Regions from separate parts of the Arachis hypogaea genome. Here region 2 is linked to region 1. The links are chromatin contacts, called in public Hi-C maps. All regions are on one chromosome and are shown on one strand. Each heading gives the region's core, a stretch centred on a gene start, on an enhancer-like site or on the middle of the called end of the contact. The rest is flanking DNA. Distances are from core to core; before and after follow the strand shown. Region 1 holds the start of LOC112802457 (GDSL esterase/lipase At3g27950). Region 2 has its middle 22 kb from the start of LOC112802459.

The links. A called contact is a pair of places that touch in the nucleus more often than the background predicts.
Region 2: a Hi-C map of an unstated tissue shows a contact between it and region 1, with 2.7 times the contacts expected there. The contact joins the enhancer-like site here to the promoter of LOC112802457 in region 1. A contact is called at or near these places in 2 of 8 Hi-C or Micro-C datasets (leaf and an unstated tissue).

The regions. Positions count from the first base shown.
Region 1 is chr5:105,427,322-105,433,298 of arahy.Tifrunner.gnm2.J5K5, reverse strand. It overlaps LOC112802457 (GDSL esterase/lipase At3g27950), which reads right to left and starts at 2,888. Exons shown (of 5, transcript XM_025845690.3): 1 at 2,481-2,888; 2 at 1,748-1,948; 3 at 1,402-1,574; 4 at 953-1,223; 5 at 85-435. The coding sequence starts at 2,748. The coding sequence ends at 200.
Region 2 is chr5:105,469,514-105,475,490 of arahy.Tifrunner.gnm2.J5K5, reverse strand. No RefSeq gene overlaps it. Among protein-coding and RNA genes, the nearest start is that of LOC112802459, 22 kb to the left of the region's middle. Within about 2 kb of position 2,205, at least 1 of the 3 cell types and tissues checked has open chromatin away from gene starts, as enhancers often do.

The DNA of each region.
Region 1 (5,977 bases), core at 1,639-4,138:
TTTGCTTTTTCTTCTTTTTCTTTTTCTTTTTTCTTACATAAATTATGATATATGCTTGTACTCATTTGCACAACTCCTTAATAGTTTAACTAATCGTAAACCTTAGAAACTTCTTTATTAGCCTACCAACTTGAAAATCCACATAATATGTAGGACTCAAATATTGTTAACCAGATTCCGTTGGGTATAACTCAGATTCTCAGAAACAAGCCTGCCCAATTGGAATTGGTGGATCAGAGAAGGAGCCATAGAGAATGCGTTTAGCAATCCATTGATTTGCTGCTTGAGAGTAATGTATGCCATCCCAACTAACATGTTGAGAAGGATTTTTGCATGGATTCCCATAAACTGTGCCATTCACTACAGCTTTCTTCCCACAATTTATATGGTAACCATAGAAGCTACCACAACAGAACTCTAATGGAGGAACAAAACCTGCCACAAAAGCAAGAACAAAAGTTAAACTTTAAACATATAGTGAACTGTCAATTTAGCCCTTAAAAATTTGAAATGCTGAAAGTTCAGTTCTTAAAGGAAGAATATTAACCCATGATACCCAAAAGATATACTTCATAGACAATTGGGCCGAATCGGCTTAGGGAAATTGATTAAACAAAATATTTCAGCTCAGATGGTAATCCATGTGTCTCTTAATACGCTGTACTCGGGTTCGAACGTTGGTGAATGCACTAAATATTGAAAAGGAACCCTTTAGTGTTGTGTGGGTGAGTGTGTAGTGTGGGTGTGTTGTGATACCTAGGATTGGGGATTGTCCAATTTATCTGACCCAAATATATATATATATATATATATATATATATATATATATATATATATATATATCTTTTGGGTACCATATTGTCGATCTTGCAAGGCCAAATTTGGTGGTTTGTTAGTAATTTGAAGATAATCGAAACACTATATACTACTAAATTAAGTGTTCTTTTACAACCTTGGCTCTTTGCAGTGCTGATTAATTGGTATTTTGCTTTGAACACATCAACATATGTGAATTTAGCTAGAGGGAGCTTTTTCCTTAGCTGAAATACTTGGTTCTTGAGTTGCCTGTTAAATTCCAAAGCAAGCTCATTGTGAGGTTTTACACATCCATTTGCATCAATGTTACCCTTCTTAGGCTCATAGTAAATGTAACTGTATGGTAAGCATCCAATTGGACCTGTGTTATGAATCCAGAACACTCTTGCCCCTTCATTGTATAGTTGCTACAAACATAATAATCAATGCAAAATTTTAAGTCCTCAAAAAACCAAATCGCTATAACGATAATGACTCGAATGCATTAAGTTGAAGTTAGTGTTCTTTACACGAAGATAATCTAATAATATAGATTTAATATAGTTTGTTGATATAAAATTATATTTAAATTTATGGTTCCCTTACTTGAGCTGATTGGGAGTATTGGCTCAAGATATGAGGAATAGACCTTCTAACTTGTTCCATTGAACCATGTTGAATTCCAAAGGCAAGGTCATTTTGTCCAATATCAATGGTGTATATTGCCTTGGAGAATTCCTCAGGCCTTGGAAGACCACTTTTCAAAGGTGGATCTGTCCCTGGAATATTGAAAATAAATAAACAAGTGTCACTATCATAATAACGAAGCACCATTCTACTACTACCATTTTCAAAAAAAAAGAAAGTTTTTATTTCATTTCCTTTATAGGGGCACTGGCATTGTGACATAAAACATGAAACGAAAAATGGCATAGGGATGAGAAAATGAAACCGTTGTCAGAGAGCTGATTGAAGAGAATGTTGGTATGTGACTTGAACTGTATGAACTGAGAAACTTGAAGGCCAAGATGGAAAGGACTATAACCACCCGGAAGAATTGAAGAACCTCCTGTTGCAAAGTTTGCCCCATGCCTATAATTTGACCCAACCGAGTTCAAATATGCACTTACGTATGGAAGCTTCAATTCTTCAGCTGCATATATTCATACCCAAAATAAATAAATATTTATGACAAAAAGGAATGCTTAACATTTCCAACATCTACAAAGTCCAATCACGCGTGCACCAAAATAGTTCTCAAGATCCTAATTGCAGCAATTATGTCTCTGAGACTAGCAAAAATGTACCATATTAGTTTTTAATGGTGTGATGAGTTATTTACTGAAAAAGAATTGAGATTCTAATATAGTGTACTTCTGCTAATTTCAGAATACAATTGATGCAACTGAGATTTCAAAAACTATTTTAGTACAAGCAGCCAATCCTAGAGATTACTTTGAGACTAAAGCGGTTAGGGAGAGATCGAACATTAATTGCAGGGATTATGGATTGAGATGTTAAATCTATCGAGTCTCTTACGATTTATGTTGATTAAATAAAACTAGCAACCCACAAATTAAGGATTAATGACTTAAAAAAGGAAACACACATTATAGAAAAGTAAAGCTGACCCAAGACTTATGAAGATGAAATCTGAGAAGGGATGAGAAGTGGTTCGGGCTTACTTATGAAATCGATGATGAGACGGCCATCGGAGGCTCTTCCTGAGAGAGTGCCAAAGAAGGTTTCACCATTGGGAGGTTGAACACTAGTAAATGCTGCAGATACGGCTCCAGTGTCTGAGTTTGAGTCCCCAAAGTTGTATATTGCAGGGAACCAACACTTATTATTGTTTCCACCACCTAAGGCTTCTTGAACCAATGACCATGATGATAACACACACAGAGTCAAACACAAATGCCTTGTTACATGTTTGCTTCTCCTACAATCCATGGTTCAAGGCTTTTTATCTTATGGAATGTGTACTCTGTCCTCTGTGTTTTGCTCTGCTGCCACTAATATGTAAGTGTGCTTCCTCAAACTCCAAGGAGGCAGTGAAACTCTTGTGATAATTGCAAATAATGTGTTATATCACTGTTCACCGACATGATTATTTTTTATATAAATATAATGTCACGGTGAAAATAGTTTGTAAGAATAACTGGATTCGATCTTGTTTATGCTTATTTTACAGTTGCTGCAACTTTACGCTTTTGACGAAACAAATTAATCATGATGTTTGTTTTAATTTTCCAAAACATACACATATATATTGACATGTAAACTTGAATATGGAGCAATAAAATGTTTATGGAAGACCAGTTTTTGACCAGTTGGAACTGGAATTATTCTGTACCATAATGGATTTTCTTGCATGAAAATTTTCAGCTTATATGGTTGTCTTAATTTTTTATTATTGACACCAAAAAGGTAGAGGTAACATTCAACCTCATTACATAAAAAACAAAAAAACAAAACAAAACAAAGCTGTAGTCTACAACAAAAATTATTTTCAGTATTTTTTACTAGGTGTAAAAATTTCTTATATTGGATTTTTCATAACCTTCACATATATGTTGCTTATCATCCGAATTCCGAATGTTAAAAACCTAACACTAATAAGAATCCTCACTTTTATCATATGTGAAAATTGTAGGGACCATTATTAATTATAATTTTCTAGTTTGTTTCATGATTTGCTGGTTAATATTTTGAGCAAAAAAGTTAAATAGAATCTTCTTTTTTGTACACCGGACCGCAGAATCTAGTAACGGGAAAGGCACAAACAACTTTTAGGGTCTGTTTTATGGAGCTTTCTAGTATGGGAAAAAAGTATATTTGGAACTTTTAGTAAATTTTTTGAAGAGAAATTAAGATTAATAGATAGGAACTTAAGATTAAATTAAGTCTTTCTATTATATCTTGTGTAAAATGTATATAACAGAGTTATATTTTAGTATTTTATTTGGTTCAAATTTAATATAAAGATAATAAAAATATTTATTAGTTATAAAAAATATTGTTAAAATTTCAATAATTATTTTTAAAAATTTTAGTCACTTATTTTTTTAATTTTTGAAAATAATGAAAAGGCTAAAATTTTGTAGCTTGAACTGAAATTTTAATTTCAATTTCTAACTATTAAACACAATACTAAATTTTAATCCTCTATTTTTAATTTTAGTCTCTATAAAAAAACACTACCTTAATACATGGATGCTTTAACAATTTAAAAAAATGAGAGAATGTTTTGTGAATATAAGCTTTTTGGAAAAATCTTCCGCCATGGACACTTTGTTGATTGTCGCATTTATGTGTTGGATACATTTCGGATACGGTACTTATTGATATTTGTTTAACACACGTGTTTGTTGTTTAATAAAAAAAAAAAATTAGATACGCTTGGATATACTTAAATATTACCAAATGTTAGTATGTCCAACTTTATTTTTAACATATATTTTTGAAAAAAAAATTAGTATATATTATTATCTATTAGTCATATATTAAAAAAGAGCTAAAGATAATTTCTAGATTCATTCTTAGTCCTATAGGTTTCTAAATTCATTGTTATTCCTCTTTTTTCATATGTTTTATTATTTATTTTTTACACCTTAACGTCCTATTAAATTTATCAAATATTACAAAAAATAAAATCAATGTCAATTCTATCTTAAGATCTCATTAAAATTATGAAATGTTACACCTAATAAAGGTCCACTAAAATCAATGTAAATTTCACTTTAAATTCCCATTAAAATTATGAAACGTTATACCTAATAAAATTTAATGTACAAGAAAAAATTAATTTGTTTTTAAGATCCCACTAAATGATCAAATGTTACAAGAAATAAGAAATAAACGTATAAATTCTTTTAAGTTTCTACTAAAGTTAGGATAACCAATCTATTTTAAATGTAATTAATTGTAATATTAGTTTTAAAATGTAACTAAATAGGTTTTTAAATATAATTAAAAATAACATAATTATATATTATATAATTATATATTACAACGATAATAATTACAATAGTCATTTTAACAGTCACAAATAACAAAGAATAATATAAATATATGTACATCTAAATACATATTTTAATTTTTTTTATGTAATAAGATATTATAACGGTAACTATAACGATCACAAATAACAACTTTTATCTTTACATTATGCCATAAAATTCTCATTGTATTTTTATCTACTCATAATAACCTATCTTTATATAATATTATAATATTCATTTTTAACCTTAATTTTTTATATTCTCTTACCCTTTATTTTTATATAGGTTACACTATTATTTTCAATGCTAATGTTAATTTTTTTTAGGGTTAAGTACTTTTTTCGTTTTTAAGGTTTGGGGTGAAATTCAAATTCGTCCCCGACTTTTTTTTTGTTATTAAAATCATCCCCAACACTCAGAAATGCTTTAAAATCATCATTCCCTCCATTAAACAAAATTTTCGGACACATTGTTACTGGTAGTTGAAGCATTTAATAGCTAAATTTTTTTTTCTTTTTTTAAAATTTTTTTCTTTTTTCTATAACTGGTAGTTGAAGCATTTAATCAAAATCTCACCCCCAACCAACGTAATCGAGCGGCTGCTAGGGTTCGCAGAGCTGGGTGGAGCCATGGCTGCTGAGAGCTCACGGTCATCTCGTAGTCGGTCATCTGCGCAGAAGAGGGAGCTTCTCTATGGACATGGTGAGAGACTCGTGCTAAGAATTTCGGAAACAACGAACAACTCTGGGTGACGATTTTGGGGCTTTGTCTACTATGAGGTTCGTTTCTTAAATTTTTGTTCGTGATTGATGGCAATGTTTTCTTTTTTCTGGGTACTGACTCTGGTGGGATGCTATAGATTAAAGAAGAGTGTGAGTTCTTCTAATGGACAGACCCAGAAGCAGAGAGTGAAGATCCGCAGAGTGCAAGGATGAAGAGGAAAGTTGCGGCCCTGAAAGCAAAAGTGAGGGACATTAAGTAGAAGTTCAAGGTTGCTGCAGTGTTGGGCACGGTTGGATGGATTAGTTTATTTTTGTTCTAGTTGAATCAGAAGCAGGGGCTACCTTGTGTAATGCCACTGAATATGCCTAATGAAATTAAGGGAGAATATAGGGCTCTTTTTGGATTTGTTTGAATGAATCTGAGTTTTGTAAACTGAGTTGTATTGTGTTAATGAG
Region 2 (5,977 bases), core at 956-3,455, 43 kb before region 1:
GCCCAAACAAGCCCTAAAAAGCAGTAGTATTATAAGAGAAGCCATTTTTTTAATTTCTCTATAAATTCCTAAATAGCTTCTTAAAAAGCTGTAATTTAATTTTAAAAATTGCACCAAACATTAATATTACTACTTTTTATAAGTCAAAAATTTAAAAAAATTATTTTTAAAACTTTCCAAACAAACTAATTTGTAAAATTAACTGTGTATACTAAAATAATGTCTAAGATCCTAATTAAATCAATTATTTTTTTAAAATTAGTAAAAATACAATACGTTAATTCTTTAGTTTTTTTTTTATTTGCTGATGGAGATTATCGTGGTGCTTTTTATCAATTTTAGAAAATAATTTATACAATTGAAATTTTAGAGAGGCTCTTAGTGCACATAGTTAATCTTATGGATCATTTTAGATCTTAACTCAATTTACGCATATGTCAAATATCATTTTAGAGAGTAGTTAAAAAAATAATAAAACTAATTTTAAGAATAACATTCAAATTAACCTCAAAAAATTTTATATTAGATATTTTAATTTTAATAAATTTTTATTTTTAAAAGTTTAAAAAAAATATTTTTATAAGATAGATTAGTCACTCCTTTATTTTAAAGGTGTCTAATTTATTTTATAATAATATTTTAAAACTCAATTATTTTTAGAAATTTATTTATCATATATATATATATATATATATATATATATTAAAAGGTGAAAATTAATTTATTTTTGTTTATAAAAATAACTGCACGTAAATTTTTATCATATTAAAAATTTGATTAAAATCTACAAAAAAATAATTTGTTTGAAAAAAATAATTCTCAATCATTTCTAACAAATAAAAATATACTAAGAATCAAAGTGTTTGATTTACATTCATAATATGTTTGATTGATTATTTATCTTTGATAAAAATATTAAAGGAAATTTTAATTAATTAAAGATCAGTTTTTGTAGGTTTCTCCCCTTTTTAAGTCGAGGTTGTAACTCAATAATCGAAAAAAAATATGTTATTCTTATCTTATGTCAGTTTTTCAATCAAAATTCTTTTTTTATTATTATTTTTTTTCTTTTTTATCTTCTTTCTCTTTTTTATTGCACACTATGATCTCCTCATTTCTCCTTTTCACTCTATTCCCTAACTACGGAGGAACTCAAGGGGGACAAGTAGTGGCCTTGGCCCCCAACAAATTTTAAACTGATATACTATTATAATAGATACATTGTATAGAGTAAAATTTAATAGTGTAATAATAGTAAAAAGTATTAATATTCTTTATGTATTAGAGTTTAAATTTTTTTACATACATTTATATTATTTGTATTTTTTTATTTAATTTAAAATTTTTTTAGATTTTTTTAAAATTAATTTTAACATTTATAATTATATAAAAAATATTTTAATATTATTTATAATAATATTATTCTTTTTCTAATTTTGTTTAGTTGTTTCTATTTAATTATTTTTTTATTATTTTTAAAAATACTTTAATATATTTTAAATTCACATAACAAAATTATTAGTACAATTAATTTATATTATTTTATGTCATATTTTTTAATAATATAAAATATAAAAATATAACTCCTTCTCAAATAAATATTTAATAAAGTAAATTAATTAATAAAATATTTAAAAATAAATAATTTTATATTTTATTAGATATAAAATTATAAAAATTATAAAAAGTGAGATAATTTTTTTAGTTGATAAATATTTATTAATTTTTAATTAAAAAATTAATTATAATTATATCTATTATCAAATATATGACTATATTTAATTATACAAAATTTTAATTTGTGATCCGTTCACTCTTAAATTTTTAAATCCGTTTCTGCCCCCAATATAATATTACCAAGCTAACACATCATCTCCAAAAATATTATCATTTCTATCATTATCAACACTATTACCACTATCATTATTATCAACAATAGAGCAAAATGAAGAAAAGATTGTGCATTAAAAGATGAAAGTAAGAGTGTATACTTTTTTTTTTGTTAGTCAGTAAATTAGATAATCCCAATCCTAGATACCCCAATAAATTGGAGAGTGATACTTAAAAGTGCATTTTGTGGTGGTCATCTGTGTTGCTGTGGCTACAATTGCTACAAACATTCTACTATAGTGCACTACACGTGGGAAGGAGAAAATGATTTGACTTTGGGTTAGATATTATTAATTATGGTGAAATTCATAAGTAACTATATTTTTTTATTTTGAGATTGTGTCTGGCCAACAAGGGCCCATAACACTACAAATGAACGAATCCCCCAACACCAACCCGACCCGAAACCTAACTTTACACTATTCTTCGCAATCAGCTCCAGCAAACAACAATACACACATAACCACCAGATTTTCTCCGATAACGTTTTTTGCATAGTTCTCCCCTTTTAGGCACCGATAACCAAACGTAAATGTTGATGGAACACTACACGAATTGACATTTCTAATCTCAATATCATCTATTGATAATATTATCACCGTAGTAAAAGAAACAATTTTAACTGTCATTAATCTGTGAAGAAAAGCTTAATTACAATATGTCATCATGTAATTGGATAGTCAACCGGTAACTACCAGTATCTACCATAAATATGGCCATCAGAGATGCAGCGTACTTAAAATTCGTTGGAATTGAAAGTAATTTGATTTGTAAATCAAATCTTATATTTAGAATATATAAGAATTAATTTGATTTTTAAATTCATAAGATTTATATCAAGTCCTCTTATTTCTCAAGAAGATTTTATTGGAATTGAAAATATTGGGTACACTAAAATAATAGTAGATGTTCGTATTATTCTTATTGTTATTGTTATTATTATTAGTAATAAAGCTAAGGATAAAATCATCCAGTCAAATCAAATTAGTTTTTATTATATTGTAATACAAAGATATACATTAATTTGTAAATGAATTCAATTTTTATTTTGCATTATTGATTTTTTTAAACACAATAATTGATTTTCAATTTTTCAAAAACATTTGTACCCAAACACATTTTAACATATTGGCTACTCGCTAGGGATGATAATTTTTTTTGGTGACTAGGGGGATGATAATTTGAGCCAACCTGACTTGATCCGGCCTACGTGTTTTGTTTCATTTGGGATAAATTTTTTAACCGTTGACTACGTTTTAGATGAGTATGAGTAATATCTAATAATTATTATTTGGGTCTGGGTCTGATATGAATAATAATTACCTGCTCCAAATATACACAAAAAAATATTTAAGATAAATTATCAGATTTCATAAATTTAAATATCGTAATATGATGACTTTATTATATTATTTAAAATTTATGTGATTTTTTTAATATTTTATATTTTATTTTATAAATTATAAATTATATTTTAAAAAATATCATATAAGACAAATAAAAAATATCTTATTCGAAATAGATATGAGTATGTAAGATATTTGGACATGAGTTTTGAATAACCAATAAAATACCTAAAATAATGAAACTGATGAATTGATCCGGGGCTTATCTAGAACCGGAGGGTTGGGCTTGAAAGAGAGATCCAAACGCTAGAGGAAGGTAGTCTCCGATTTGCTTTACGTCTGGGAATGTTGTCCGAGTTGTGTATGTAAAAGAATGGGAGGTGATACCTGCAAAGATACTCCGATGCCTAAGTTAGTAAGGGGGTAAACAGGTTTAGAGTGTATTGGAACTTAGGTTTACCTGAGTGAGACAGTGTATTTATAGAGAAGATCCAATAACCACCGTTGAAGTAGTTCCACTTCTAACGGTGGATAACCGTCCCTTTATCTTAGGGTTGTTGGGATCTCTCTTCTAGAAGTATGTGAGAGATTTAAGGAGGCAGTTACTCACTTGGATAAGTGTTGACTGCTTTATTGGTGTTGACTCCGAGTTTTTAGTGGAGGTCGGATAGCAAGTGAAAGCCATCCTTTTGGATTGGGCCTCTTGCCTTTATTTGGGCCTGGCTTACATTCTAGGTCAGGGTAGGAACAGTGCCCCTACTCGAATCCGATCTCTTAGCTATGAGTTGGATTCGAGTATTAATCGAACTTGGGGATGTTCTAAGTCAATTTCTTCTTTCATGTCAGGAAACCGACGTGATTTTTAGTTTTTGAAACCGACATGATTTTGAATTTCCAAACGTCACGTCTAATCAAACGTTGTGTCCGTTTGGCTTCTACATTTACACGTGGGCGGGCAGTTACATTGATAACAGCGCGTTCTTTTAATGACCGAACCGTTTTTACGATTATGCCCCTAGTGCATTATAAATGCCTTTCCTTCTTCTTTCCTTCCCTTCTTTCGTTTGCTTTCTGAGAACAGTTTTTAGTCTTTCGCTCCTTTCTTTGCTCACAATATCCTCAGGCTTTCTCTCTTCCGTTGCAGTATTTGTCTTTCTATCTTTTACTTTACAAAAGGTTAGTTCTATGTATCTTCTTTTTGCCTTTTTACTTGACATGCTGCATGTTTTGAGAGCGAGATTCTTTGGTGTGGCGTTTTTACTGTTCGTAGTAGGAACATTTTTGGAATTTTGCATTTTCCCTTTTGCGATGATCTCTTTTGCTATGGTTGTTATTTGCTTTAGCCTTTTGTTTGAAAAGAACTTCTTCATTATGAACTGTTTTTTTGATGACCTCTTTTTTCTGCGCAATGTAGGTATTATCATTTTCACATACATTTTTTCCTTTTTGCACAATGTCTTCCCAAATTTCTGAGACTCTTTTGAGATGCGTAGATACTTCCGTCCTCTCTGAAAACCCTTTAGTGGACACCGTCTTCATAACTGAACTCTGGAAATACCATAGGGTCTGTAGTCTTGATGGTGACGAACCCAAATATGAGTTAGTAGCCCCTAATCATGAGGACCGAGTTTATTGTGGGAGGAATGATGATGCTGATCCTCATTTTATTTTCATGTATGACTATCTTTTTACCCACTTAGGGGTTACCTTGCATTTTTCTGACTTTGAAGTGGAGGTTCTATCCCGCTGTAGGGTAGCTCCTTCCCAACTTCACCCGAATTTTTGAGGTTTTCTGAAAATTTACCAACTTGTTAGTCAAGAGCTTGACCTCCCGATTTCTTTAAAAATCTTTTTCTATCTTTTCCACTTGACCAAGCCTTTCAGTAAACAAAACAAATAACAATGGGTGTCTTTCCGAACCATTCAAGGCCGGAAAGTCTTTTCCATCTTTGATGAATCATTCCACGACTTTTTAAAAATTTCTTTTTCAAAGTCCAAGCAGTTGAAAGCCACCACCCTTTCTTCCTGGATGAGGATAATGAGCCCCGATTTCCTTTGTACTGGGTAGAAGTCTCTCCCGTAGAGAAATATAGCTTAGCAAAATTGGATGGGGTAGAGGAGGCTGTTGTTGAGTTCCTTCGAGAGGCTTGGGGATGGGCTCCAAACCTGGACACCAAGAAATTTCTTCTTGGATCTCCGAGTTCTGCCAGGATCGAGCTAGGTAGTCCTTTTCTTGCTTTTATAGTCATACTTGACTTCTCCGACTTGTGTTGATTTGTTCCCAACTTGTGTGCTAATCAATTTTGTTTTTCTTTTTAGAAATGGTGAAGAGCGGGTCGAGAGCAGCTTACCAAAAGGTTCAGGAAGCGAAAAGGAATGCTCGTGCCCGAGCTGCTGCACAAGAGGTCAGGGCTTCTACTACTCCTCCTCTTCATGGGTCAGTCAGGGGAACTCTTTCTCTCGGCCAATCTTGGTAAATCCTATTCCTACTCCTCCTCCTCCTCCTCCTCCTCCTCCTCCTACTCCCTTTGTTCAGGCCTCTTCGAAACCCGAGAAGAAAAAATGCAAGACTATGAAAACCGGCTCCTTTTTTGCTGGAGATGTCAGTTTTGATGGTCCAAAGTTTACTAGGAAGCACATCCTTCCATTCAGCCAAATTGCTATGGATGATGCTGCTATCCGAAATCATCTTAACATTTTAAACTGAGAGAAAATTCGAACTGCTGGGGTCTGCACCTCCC